2 separate regions of the Mus musculus genome follow, and region 1 is linked to region 2. The links are chromatin contacts, called in public HiChIP or PLAC-seq maps. All regions are on one chromosome and are shown on one strand. The core of a region is the stretch at or near the end of the contact, and the rest is flanking DNA. Distances in the headings are between cores, read along the strand shown.

Region 1 (6,625 bases), core at 1,853-4,352, 400 kb after region 2:
AGTTTCATGGCAGGCACTGGGCATTGGGCCTTGTGCCTCCTGCTTCTCCCCAATGATGAGAATCCATTCACATCTTATAGTCAGGGCTCACATAGGTTCTGAGGAAAGGAATGACACGGGTTAACAGAATCTGAAGGAAATGTATGAATCATTTCAGTAGAAAGGAAGACAAGTCACTCGCTCTGGTGCCACCGGAATTCTTAGGCTTTGAAATGTCGGAATGAGTCATAACTGGTCATGTTTTATAAGTTAAAAAGCACTTCAATTGTGTATTATTCACAGGGTGCATGATTACTTCACGGGGGTGGACAGAAACAATTTATCGCCATTTGACAGACCGGTTGCTGAATAAGAGAGGAAGGCCATTAAACAAAACACAGCAAGTGGTGAGCAACGCCCCGCCCCGCGCGCATGCGCGCAAGATCAGTTTTCTACAGGGTGATTTGCACTGACCGTGGCAAGCTAGCCATTCGTTATGCTTTGGATACTGCTCAAATGTGGTCCCTCAGGGCTCAGGCGTTGGGGGCTTGGGCCCTGAGGTGGGATGACATTTAAGGGGCAATGTCAAGCAGGCGGTAGGTAGGCCATTGAAAGCTCTGGATTCACAAAGAACTAATGCTGTTATGAGACAGTGAGTTGGTTCCTACGGGAGTGGGCGTTAGAAAAGAGCAAGCCTGACCTTTGCATCTCTCTGGTTTCCTGTATCGTCACCACGTGATTGCTCTCGCACGCGATCACACCACCCTGCGCTCATCTGTCACGGATCCTTCTGGAAAACGCAGCCAGTAGCAGCCCTTTGCCCTTCAGCCTCTAAAGCCATGAGCTAAGTAGGACTCTTGAATTTATAAAATTCCCTGGCTCATATACCTTTTAAAGCAAAAGAAAATGGATGGATTCACTCTCTCTTTAGAACACTAAGGGATAGCTACAACCATTAACATCAGCCGAGTCTAAAGAGTACACACATACCCTAAACATACCTAAGCATGGAGAACTGAAACTAAGAATGGAGAGAGAATGTTTCAGAAAGTCACATAGGACACATATAAACTAAGTAGCTTTTAACCTTGGTTAAAAAAAAATTGTAATCATATCTGTTGCAAAAAATCAAAACCCCCTAAAACCCATTGTTTCTTTGTATCAGCAAAGCTCAGCAAAGAGGCTGAGCTCTCCTCCTCTTTTTCTTCCTTCCTTCTTTCCTTCCTTCCTTCCTTCCTTCCTTCCTTCCTTCCTTCCTTCCTTCCTTCCTTCCTTTTTCTTTTCAAGACAGGGTTTCTTTGTGCAGCCCTGGCTATCCTGGAACTCACTCTGTAGACCAGGCTGTCCTTGAACTCAGAAATCTGCCTGCCTCTGCCTACCAAGTGCTGGGATTAAAGGCGTGCGCCACCATGCCCCGAGCTCTCCTCCTCTTGAGGCTCTGCTGACTGCAATGAGACCACAAGAACAGAAGTGATCTCTTTGCCCTTTGGCTACCTCTGTTCATCTCAAAAACATTTCCTGTTCCGCCTCACTGCTATGGAGTCCACACTGAGGTCTTAATCCAATTCTCAGTATAGGTTGGAATCCTTCCCTTTTGTTTTCGCTGTCCTCTGCCACCACACACACAGCAGGATTTTCCTTTTCTTAATTATTTAATTTTGTGCACCTGAACATTTTGCCTGTAGGTGTGTGTACTGTGTGCATGCCGGTGACTGCGGAGATCAGAAATCCCTGGAACTGAGGTTGCAATGAGCCTTCATGTAGATTCTGGGAATTAGATCTGGGTCTTCTGCAAGAGCAGCAAGGGCTCTAAACCACGGAGCCATCTCTCTTCTTTAAAGGTCATGTCATGTCCATCACTCTTACCAAAGTCAGAGGGAAAGCCAGGCATGGTGGTGGTGCACTTCTTTAATCCCAGCTCTCAGGAGGCAGAGGCAAGAGGATCTCTGAATTAGAGGCCAGCTTGGTCTATATTATGAGCTCCAGGACAGCCAGGACTACATAAAGAGACCCCATCTCAGGAAAAAAAAAAGGGGGGGGGTGGCAAAGAAAAATTACGTTTCATACAGTCTGAGTTTTCCTATTTGATGCTCACACTAGCTTCCGTGCCTGGAGTTGGAAGCCGGTTCTCCCGACTTTGTAACAGCCAGACCATGCCTTTTATGAATGTCAGCATAGGAAGCAATGAGTCACACTCTGGATCTTCCATTTAGAACCAGAGGAGGCCCCACTCCTCTAAGCAGAAGTGATCCACTGCACGCATGCTCACAGCCCTCTCCTTGGCTACCATGGGCATGTGGCCCCACTAGTCCACCAGAGCGAGCCTGCTCACCTTTTTGACAATGACCTCTAGCTCACATTTTCAAGTTTTATTCTATTTACTTATATAATGTGTTTATTTTTATTCTCTCTAAAATTCAAGTCACTAAATTCCACGTGGGCCTCATTCTGCCACTTCTTATTGCTGATTTGTCTTGCCTAGTCTTGTGTGTGTTGTGTGTGTGTGTGTATGGAGAGACAGAGAGAGAGAGTCAGAGACAGAGACACAGAGACAGAGACACAGAGAGAGCATTGTGCGTTTCTGAGCTGTAAACGCTTGGTTCTAGAAATCTGTCTCTTTAAAAGTTGTCAAGAAAGCTTTGATGGAATCTTCCTCCAGAGAGGGCTCATGCTTGCTTCAGCCGGTGCCTGGGACCTGTCCAATCTGGCAGGACCTTACTATAGATGCTCTGCCATGGGTATCTGGGATCTCAGATGTGTCAGATGGGTGGGCCCTGATCTGATTTGGAGTGGGCATTTCCAGTTATGTAGTCACTGCTGTTGCTGCTGCTGCTGCTGTTGCTGTTTTTTGAGATAGTTTCTCTATGTTACCCTGGCTGGCCTGGAACTTATGTGGACCCAGGTGGCCTCAAATTCACTGAGATCCACCTACCACTCCGTCTCCCAAGCGCTGGGGTTAAAGCACGTGTCTCCACACCCGGCACTAGTTCTGAATTTTTATGATATGGCTTGTCTTTCTCTGCCCAGTGGTGGGGATAAGGCAAACAGGTTTCTTTTGCCCACTCTGTAGTCATTTCTGAACTTTCTATCATCAGCCAGCCTCCATCTTGTCTTTCATAAGCCACATGGGAATGCCCTTGGCTCCACTGTGTTCGTGGGCTCTTATGCCCCAGCCTCTGTGGCTTGTGATTCATGCTTTAGACAAAAAAAAAAAAAAAAAAAAAAAAAAAAATCCCACTGCTTTCTTTATAGCTGAGTTGCTAACTTAAACGGCACTTTTCTTTCTTTTTAACCTACCTTAGGTAGTTCTGCAGTAGGAGGGTTCCAAGAAAGTTAGTTGTCCTGTTGTTAGCATAGGGAATTAAAGGTACTGTTTTACGCGTACAGGGCTTGTATTCAGCCATCTTGTAAAATTTTATTAATTCTGCTATTTTATACTATATATATATATATATATATATAGATTAGTTTATGTACCTTATATTTTTATATTTCCTAGGTGTGTAGTCTATAATTATGTATTTTTATACTTACTAGAATTTCTAGAAATTGTTGATGAATAGAAGGTATGTGGAGCATCGTGCTTATTTTTTATTTAAGTTCAGTAGATTTGGTAATTTCTTCTTTTTAAGGAAATTACCTCTATTGATTTAACAAATTTCCTAATAGACCTAGTTTAGTTAGTTCTATTCTTTCTTACTAAAAAATTTCCTTAAAAATTCATTATTTTATTTTATGCGTGTGTCTTGCCTGCATGTATATCTATGGATCACACATGTGTAGTGCCCATGGAGGCAGACGAGGCCGCAGATCCCCTGGCACTGAGCTGGAGTTACAGATGATTATGAGCTGTGAGGTGGGTGCTGGGACTGAACTTGTGTCCTTCCCAAGAGCAACCAGCAGTCTTAGCCACTGCATTCTCTCTCCAGCCCCTTGTTCTTTTAATCAGACCATGGCTGCTGAAACCCATTCAGCACCTCAGAATTTATTGGTTTGGCGCTACATCTAATTTTAAAACAAGTCTTGCTGTTTATCCTTCAACTCCGGTCCTAACTATCAAGGCTGAAGCTGAGGGTACTGGAGGGGGAACCCCAAGGATGACCAGTGTTAATATGATGAAGGATTCTGAGTTGCTGGTTAAGGAATTAGGACTCTGTACTAAGGGCAGAACTGACTACTGAAAAACTCACTTTGTGGCAGTAAAGAGTTTGGACTGTAGAGTCCGGCTGGAGGCCAAGAGACCATTGGGAATGTGGCTGTTGTTGTCTAGGCCAGGAAGAGACACATTATGGTTGCTACATTGTTGCCCATTTCCTGCCTCTGAGGTCAGGTTCTTCCTAATACAACAGTTACTTAAGACTCTGGATGTGTGTGTGTCGGGAGAGGGCAGAGTTGGTCATTTATTATCAGAGAAAACAAATCACGTTAATAATAACAAAAGTCCAGGCATGGTGCCACCTGCTTTTGATCTATCACTGAAAAGCCAGAGGCAGATGGATCTGAGTTCCAGACCAGTCAGGCAAGGAAACAGACGGCCAGGAATGTGCTCTTCTCAGGCCGTCTTTCTTTTCAGCTTCTCTGTGTGTCCTTTCAGGTCCCAGTGGGCAGTTCATACGTGACTCAGCCAAAGTCTGTCTGTCTGTCTGTCTGTCTCTCTTTTATGCAACATGATCCACAATGTTTTCATTCTTACCATCAGTCCCTTAAGTATTTAGGGATCCACCCTACTCCATAACTCCGTACAGTTATGAACTTCAGATGAGGCTGTCTCTGTTTCAGTCCCAGAGCTAGGGCCTGACAGGAACCCCAGCTGTTCTCATCAACCCAGTCCCTGGCGGGTTTAAGCATAGAGATGTGGTAAATTCCTGGCCCTGAGCCAAGGGATACCGGCTGGGAAGGAAGGTATCTTTACCTCTGAGGAGGACACACTAGAAGAAATGCTTTCATGTTCCTTAGCGCATCATTGGTTCCGAATGCTATGTCTGAGACAGCAGCAAGCAATGTAGTGACTAAGAGGGGGAAAGTAGAAACAGTCAGGGTGAAGACTAAACATTTGGGAAAGCTCCTAGTTCCTTAGTTATGACATTGAGCCACTGACAAGCAAACGGCTGTATTTCTGAACTTGGCTTGACTGTTTGTGTGTGTGTGTGTGTGTGTGTGTGTGTGTGTTGTGTGCATGTGTGCTGTGTGTGTATACTGTGAATGTGTATGTTGTATGTATGGTGTGGTGTATGTGTGTGATATGTGTGTGGTGTGTGTATGTGTGTGTGTTTGTGCATTTCAGTTTTCATGCATGCATATGTGGAGGTCAGAGATTGACACTGGATGTCTTTATCACTCTCCTCCTCCTCCCTCTTCTCCTCCTTCTTTGAGATGGAGTCTCCCACTGATATGTGGGAGAACTCACTGGTAAGCTAAACTGGTTGGCCAGTGAGCTGCAGGAATCTGCCCGTCTCCTTCCCTTGAAAGTTCTGGGGTTCAGATATAGGTAAATGAGCATCCAGACTCCAGCCTCACCTTTGCACAGCGGGCACTTTGCACACTGGGTCATTTCCCCAGCCCCGCTTGGCTTTATTGATGTCTACAGTGCTATAGATTGAATATTTGTTTATGTTCCTTCCAACCCCTAATGTTTCACATCTAACACCCTAAGACACAGTGCGACTGTGTTTGGAAGTGACGAGGTCATAGGCATGGTTCCGGGAATGAGGTTGGTGCTGGTCTGAAGGAAACCTTACAGCGCTCCCCGGCTTCCTTCTGTATATTAGAATACATAAGAAGACATCATGGACTGGAATGTGAACCCCCATCATATATCTGACCTATTAGTGACTTGATTCTATAGGTCTCAGCTTCCAGAGCTTGATAAATAATTTTCTGTAAACCACTCAACCTGAGGTTTTTTGTTTTAATGCTAAATTAGAACAAGATAATGACTTTTTTCTTACATTATTTGTTATTGTTATTGTTGTTGTTATTGGGTTTAGTGGAGTTTTTGGTTTGTTTTTGACTGGATCTTTCTTTCTGTGTAGTCCTGACTGTTCCAGAGCTCACTCTGTCCCAGGCTGGCCTCAAACTCACAGAGATCTGCCTGCTTCTGCCTCCCAAGTACTGAGATCAAACGTGTGTTTCACTAAGGCCAGCTTCATTTTTATTCTTAATTGTGTGTGTGTGTGTGTGTGTGTGCACTCAAATGCAGTTTCCTGTAGACACCAGTAGAGAGCGCCAGACCTCCTGAAGTCGGAGTTACAGGCAGCTCTGAGCTGTCTGATAGAGGTGCTGAGAACCAACCCCAGGTCCGCTGAAGAGCATAATGACTTGAGCCATCTTTCCAGCCCTTGACTGCACTTTCTTGAAAGTGTGTGCTTTGATGCCAATGCCTTTGTATTAGTCCAGTCTTCTTTATTTCTGTAAGTATCATTTAAGCCAAACTAACTTTGTGAAATAGAGAAGTTTATTTAGCTCATGGTCCTAGGGATCCAATGCATGGTTATGGTGATGGAACCGAGGACATGAACAACAGGGAGAGATTATATTGTCAGACAGGCAATCAAAGAGTTGAGGGTCCCACAGGACACCTTGAGAGCTAGCCAACAATTGACCTAATGACTGCCCACTAGGTCCTCTCACCTAGGATCAGTTCTCC
Region 2 (6,363 bases), core at 3,218-5,717:
GGTTATACCCTGTTGCTATATTGTACTTCCTTACAGAGAAAAGTCAACTGTCATTTCCTACGGAGACAGCCAGAGAAGGCACCAGTTGGTGTCTGGAAGGTAGGAGGAAGGTGGTTTGCTAGGAATGGGAAACACAAAAAGTTGGCTTAGCCTGGAATTTGGTTTGTCATATACGTGGGAGCTCTGTGAATGGGAGGCTGGAACTCTAAAGGGAAGAGTGAAAATGTTACCGAGTGAAGAGAAGCCAGAAGCAGAGGGGATGCAGAGCCAGGAGATGGGTTTAATTGTGCATGGGGAGAACCTGGACCTGTTGAGAGCCAATCTGCGATGGTTTGAGTTGGCAAAAAAAACAAAAAACAAAAACAAACAAAAAAACCAAAACCCTAACCTGGGGGCTGGAGAGATTGCTCAGTAGTTAAGAACACTTAGTGCTTATTTAGATGAACTTCAGTTCATTTCACAAACCGAGAAAAAGGAGACGTCAAAAGGAACGACTTCATCAGACTAGCCTGTGGGCGAGTAGGGGACAGTCTCTTAATTGCTAGGTGATATTGAAGAGCCCAATCCACCATGGGACAGTGCCATTCCTGGGCAAGTGGTTCAGGACTGTATAAAGAAAGTAGCTGAGCAAGCCAGAGGAAGCAAGCCAGCAAGCAGAGTCCTTTCACCATCTGTTTTCAGTTCTTACTTTGAGCTCCAGCCTTGATGGTGAACTGTAACCTGTAAGCCAATTAAAACCCTTTCCTCCCATAAGTTGGTTTTGGCCAGTCTTTTATCGCACCTACAAAAAAGAAAACTAGGCTAGTGCTCTATCAGAGGTCTGAAGTTCAGATCCCAGTACTATCTGCCTCAGGAGGCTCAGGAATGCCTGGAACTCCAGTCTCTCTCTCTCTCTCTCTCTCTCTCTCTCTCTCTCTCTCTGTGTGTGTGTGTGTGTGTGTGTGTGTGTGTGTGTGTGGTGTGTCTGTGTGAGTATGCACAAATCTTTTTTTTTCAAGTCAAAGTTTCTTTGTGTAGCCTTGGCTGGCCTGGAACTCGCTCTGTAGACCAGGCTGGCCTGGAACTCAAAGACCTGCCTGCCTCTGCCTTCAAATGCTGGGATTAAAGGCATTGGCCATCACCATCCACCTCGTGTACAAATCTTAGAACACCAAAGCAAACCTGGACTAAAAGGTGAGAAGGAAGATGCTGGGATAACGCCACAGAGAGCCTGGAGCCCCTGCCCTTACCTGCATCTGGTGGGAGGTAGAAGACAAAGATGGCCAGGAGCGTGATGAGGATGCATGGGGCAATGACGTTGACCAGGTAGAAGAGAGGCTTCCGCCGAATAATGAGATAGAAGATAACTTCCTCATGATGCCCTTCCTTCCCACCTCTCTGATCCCCTGGAAGTTGGATTAACCTAGAAGGTTTGTGGATAATCTCCCATTGGCCATTCTCTGGAGGAGGGAGACAGAATAAGTAAACCCAGCTGCGCCTGATATGGCAGCTTACCTCTAATAAACAAGCCTCAACTTCCATATTTGTTTAGTGTGTGTGTGTGTGTGTGTGTGTGTGTGTGTGTGTGTGTGTGTACACGTGTGTGTACATGCCACCATGTGAATTCAAAGGTTCAAGGACAACTTTTGGGAGTTCTCTCCTTCCACTGTAGATTCCCGGGACTGAATTCAGGCTGTCAAGTTTACATTTCAAGAGCTTCTACCACTGAGCTATCTCATCATCCCTGTGTATGCTGCATCTATTTTTTGCTTGTCTGTTTTAAGAATCAGGGCATCTGAATGTAGTCCAGACTGGCCCTGAATATACAGCAATACCCCTGCCTCACCCTGCCCCTCCAAGTGCTAGCATTAAAGGTCTGACTTACCACGCTTGGCTTCCTTTGCCATATTTGCAGTATTGATCATCATCCCCAAGTTGCTGACCCCACCAGGTTCACTGAGCATCCATAAGAGAACCTGCCTCTCAGCCTTGGATGTGAGAACCACGTCCACTCACCAATGAAGGTCCCTTCATGAATGTAGACTTCCTGCCTCTCCTCTCCTTCAGGATCCAGGCCCGTCTTCAGGCTGACCTCAGAGCTGTCATAGCTGTAGGAACTAAACACCATGGTGCAGTTCTGCCAGTCAAAGGGGAAGTAGGTGACCTGGATGGAGGGGAAGACACTGGAGCTGCCAAAGACCTGGCAAGGAAGGACTAGGGGAGTTTGGAAGGTCACTGGACTCGGGTTACAAAGGAGAAGGGAATCAGAAATATGGCAGGCAACCTCTGAAGAAGGCAGAATCCCAAAGCAAGGATACAGGGCAGTGGAAAGTCAGGGCAGACAACCGAGAGGTTTGGGTCAGGAGGAACGGTGGCACTGGATTGGGAGTAGCTGGGGAGTCAGGAAGCCTGAGGTCAGACAAAAGCTTGAAAACCTGGATGCTGCAGCTGCTGCGGTACAGGCCAGGGGGTTGCCAGCGCACAGAGCCCTCGAAAGATACCACAACATTGATGTCCAGGGCAACGTCGAAATTTCCGTCATTGCTAAAGGGAAGAGATTTTTCATATGGGATCTGGATCTGTCCCCCGGAGACCCTGCCCCTTCCCCGATGGTACACACACACACACACACACACACACACCATGGCTTACCCTAATCCCCTCATGCCTCAACCCCGCCCAGGCTTTAGAAAGACCCTACTTGTTCAGCAGCACCACATCAGGGAGCCAAACGGATTCAGCAGTGATGCGGAGAGAATCGATGCCATCATGTTCTGCGGGGTCCCAGCTTAACCTGTAGTCGGTCCACTCCTAAGGAAGCAGAGGCTAAAGGGCTGTTCAGGCTAAAGGGCTGGGAGAGGCTTGAGGTGTCAGAAAGAATGCCAGGAAGAGGGTGCAAAGGGGAGAAGCACAGGGCTGAGAAAAGGAAAAAAGGTTCTGGCTATGCTGTCACTGTCTGGGATTCACGTCAACTGGTTTCCTCCGCCCAGTCCCGAGCCCTGGACTGAACTCTCTTTTTTCAGTCTCAAACCGAAGAAGGGGCCTAAAGAGATACCTCATTGGTTAAGGGCACTGGCTACTCTTCCAGAGGACCCAAAATAGATTCCGAGCACCTACGTGGAAGGCCCAAACATCTGTAACTCTAGTTCCAGGAGAACAGGGGCCCTCTTCTGGCTTCCACGGACACCAGTTATGCATGTGCTTCACAGACATATGCAAGCAAAACACCCATTCACATAAAATAAAAATAGAATAATTTAAGAAATAACTGAAGAGATTGAACTAGCCACCCTAAAGTGATGTTCAACCTGCATGCAGTTCAGGATCTTTCAAGGATGGGAATTCAAATTAGTGATCCCCAAACTTGTATCTTAAATTTGTTGATCGAAAATTCTGTTTCAGTTATTATATGTGTACGTTGTGAGTTACTATTAAAAAAAAATCTTACTGGGATGAGGACTCCAGGAGATTAATATAAAGGAAACAGGGTGCCTTTCCCTAACCCACGAGGTCTCCATACCAGGTCTAAGTACACCTTTGTGCTCATTTCTTCATCCTTCTCGTTCTAGAATGGAAAAGTTAAAAGGCAGAAGTGAAATGAAGTGGGTGGAAACGAGGGTTCGGTGAGTTACTTTCTCCATGGAATCTCTAGTCCCTTTCTCTAAATTGCACCTTCTTGGGTGCAAACTCCATCTCATATCAATCTCGAAACACCAGCCTTGGTGCCTGCTTTCCTTTCTTTTACGTCGAGGTTAAGTCACGGGCCACGCCCGGCGTCTAATGGATACAACTCTGAATCTCCGCTCAGAGTTGTTTATTGACTGCTTAGGTACCAAGCTCTGCTGGACTTTGCTAGAATATTACACAGCCCCGCCTCGAGGTCCTCCCGGTAGCAGGTCCTTCTGCCCCAGCTCCGCCTCAAAACCCGCCCACAGGCGAGTTAGCAGAACAGTATTCTGTACCTATCATAGAGGCCTCGCCCATGAACTAGTTCATTGGTCTGATTTTTACCCAATCACCGCCAAAGGCTTGTCTGCCTCTTAGCATAACCCGCCCGCCCCCAGGCTGTCGATCTTCTGGGCAGCGTCTAAAGCCACGCCCCCAGTCGGTCCTGCCCAGCGACTCCACCCGCAGTGCCGCTCTCACCAGGCTGATGAGTTGCGCCAGGGTGAGGCCGATGCTGACCCCGACGCGGTCTCCCACCTCCCGCGCCGGCCTCACCGAGCTATCATAGTTGGAGAAAAGTTTCTTAATCAGTTGGCCTTCGGCTTCCGACCCGCGGGCGCCTGACGAAGGAAAGCACTAAGTGACGCTCCCGGGGCTGGCCGTGACCATTGCTCATCACTGCCTCTTGGAGACCCAAACTGACTTACCTGGGGCGAGGGGCGTCCCGAGTACCCCTAGAAGCAGAAGCAGCGCCCCTAAGGCCATGGCCCTGCCTCTTTCGCTCAGTGAAGTTTGTCCGGATAGCGGCCTCAGGCCAGGGGAAGTGACGAGGCGCCCAGGAATGTGCACCTGTTGTCGGGGGACCAGACGCCAGCCCACCCGCCCCGCCCTCGGGACTTGGTCCCGCCCGGAGCAACTGCAGTCGCCCTCCACTCACAAATGTCAGATAACACTCCGGTTGTATAAATCATCTTTAATTACAGAAAGCATGAAGTGGAGACCCCGTCCCCTGAGAGCAGTGCCAGGAGATGGGCGGAGCCTGAGCGGGGTTTGTATGAGGGAGGGGGGCATCTCTTGCAACAAGCCAGAAGTAAAAGGGCCTGAGGAAAAGTGACCTGTCTTTGAGCACTAGCCCCTCCCTTAGGACCTCAATAGACGTTTCCACCTACATCTGCTAGACTCAGAATCTACCTCCTATTTTACTAGAGGTTCCCCATGGCTTTCTCCGTTTTTCAGGTCCTTTTTGGGTACTTAGAACCCACCTGAGGTTTAAAAGCTGTAAAGTAAAGTAAATTCTATTTAGTTAGAAGCTCTGGGGATACATATGAGGTCTGGGAGCCCAAGAGGCTCCTCGTTTCCTAAGCCTGACCTGTAGAGGGCTCGGAGAAGTTGAACTTATTGCTGAGTTGGGGGTCTCTCTGCTGTGAGGGGGAGTCAAGGCTGTGTCCCTATTTGTCCTTTTTAATTCTAGAGTTATTCTCATTGTAGACCTTAGCTTCCTGTTGTTTGAGACAGGGTCTCACATAGCCTAGGCTGGCCCTGACCTCACTAGGTAGCCCAGGCTAGCCTTTTATTTCCTGATTCTCCTCCTCTCCTTTACCTCACAGATGCAGCATACCATATCAGAACGAAAGTCCTCAGCTTTAAAAGGGATCTGGAAGGAATTCCTGCTGAGGTAGCTAAGTGTTCAGACACAGGTTCAATCATACCATGGCATTTTCTCCCTCTCAGCTTCCCTTCTAGGAGCCAGGTATATTCTTCCAGAATTCCTGTATCTTTCCCCAGACTCTTGTCTCCCTGGCAGAACCCTAGTTGGAATGCTGAAACTAGAAACCATGTAAAAGTAAGGTTAGTATTCTGGAGGGACTATTTTTAGAAAATTATTTAGGAAAAGCAAGAAGTGGTTCTTGATCCGTTCAGTACTGATTAGTTCTCTCTCTCTCTCTCTCTCTCTCTCTCTTTCTCTCTCTCTCTCTCTGTGTGTGTGTGTGTGTGTGTGTGTGTATGTGTGTGTGTGTATTGGCTTTTGAGACAGGGTTTTGCTATTGTAGCCCAGGATGGCCTCCAACTCAGGATCTGTCTGATTCAGCCTCCCGGGTGCTGAATTACAGGTGTGTGCCACCAAGCACAGCTCAGAGCCAATCAGTTTTTAATTAATCATAGCTGAGTTCTACCCATAGCTCATCCTTTAATTGCTAGAGAAAGTGGAAGGGTAGGTCTAGAACTTACTCTAGTACAATAATATGGCTATACAGGCCCTAGCTCCATCCGGGAAGAAAGGGCTGAGAGTCATGGGCTATGTCCTAGAACTGAGATTCAGGAGGAAGTATGGCTCCAGAAAGGTCTAGAATACCACGTTCTAGAATTGGGTGTCTCTGGGATAAGAAGGTTTAATCAGTGGTGACCTGAGACTGGTCCCAATTCAGACCAAGGCCAATTGCTACAGTAGGGGGCCTCTTTTTTAAAGCCAGGGGTGGGAGGTGTCCATCTAGGACAAGGATAGACGTGGAAAGGATACATACTTGGGTTCCAACACAGAACATAGGGATGGCCCTGCCTGGCTGGGGTGACCAGCTCTATCAGAACCTGTCCAGACCAAGTCAGAAGGTAGAGCAGAGAGAGAAGGAGATGCATTCTGAGTGCCAGTGGACCGACCTAGAAAGCTATGGCTTCGAGACGATGCAAAGAAGGACATGGCTTCAGAGACTGGCTCAGCCA

Evidence for each region. HiChIP or PLAC-seq counts read pairs in DNA pulled down with a chosen protein or histone mark.
Region 1: an H3K4me3 HiChIP or PLAC-seq map of bone marrow-derived macrophages shows a contact between it and region 2, with 2.9 times the contacts expected there. The contact joins the enhancer-like site here to the promoter of Chrnb1 in region 2. A contact is called at or near these places in 14 of 39 promoter capture datasets (the 3T3-L1 cell line, 3T3-L1-derived adipocytes, cranial neural crest and 10 more), 2 of 115 datasets of contacts at active chromatin or transcription factors (bone marrow-derived macrophages and pancreatic cancer cells) and 1 of 9 other capture datasets (adipose tissue).

The regions. Positions count from the first base shown.
Region 1 is chr11:70,189,214-70,195,838 of GRCm38.p6, forward strand. No RefSeq gene overlaps it. Among named protein-coding and RNA genes, the nearest start is that of Slc16a11, 21 kb to the right of the region's middle. Within about 2 kb of position 3,103, at least 50 of the 459 cell types and tissues checked have an H3K27ac peak or open chromatin away from gene starts, as enhancers often do. A contact at or near this core is called in bone marrow-derived macrophages, where this site is marked.
Region 2 is chr11:69,791,470-69,797,832 of GRCm38.p6, forward strand. It overlaps Chrnb1 (cholinergic receptor, nicotinic, beta polypeptide 1 (muscle)), which reads right to left and starts at 4,468. Exons shown (of 11, transcript NM_009601.4): 1 at 4,353-4,468; 2 at 4,126-4,265; 3 at 3,500-3,544; 4 at 2,681-2,790; 5 at 2,415-2,523; 6 at 1,996-2,143; 7 at 1,230-1,439. The coding sequence starts at 4,410. It overlaps Fgf11 (fibroblast growth factor 11), which reads right to left. Exons shown (of 5, transcript NM_001362623.1): 5 at 4,599-6,363.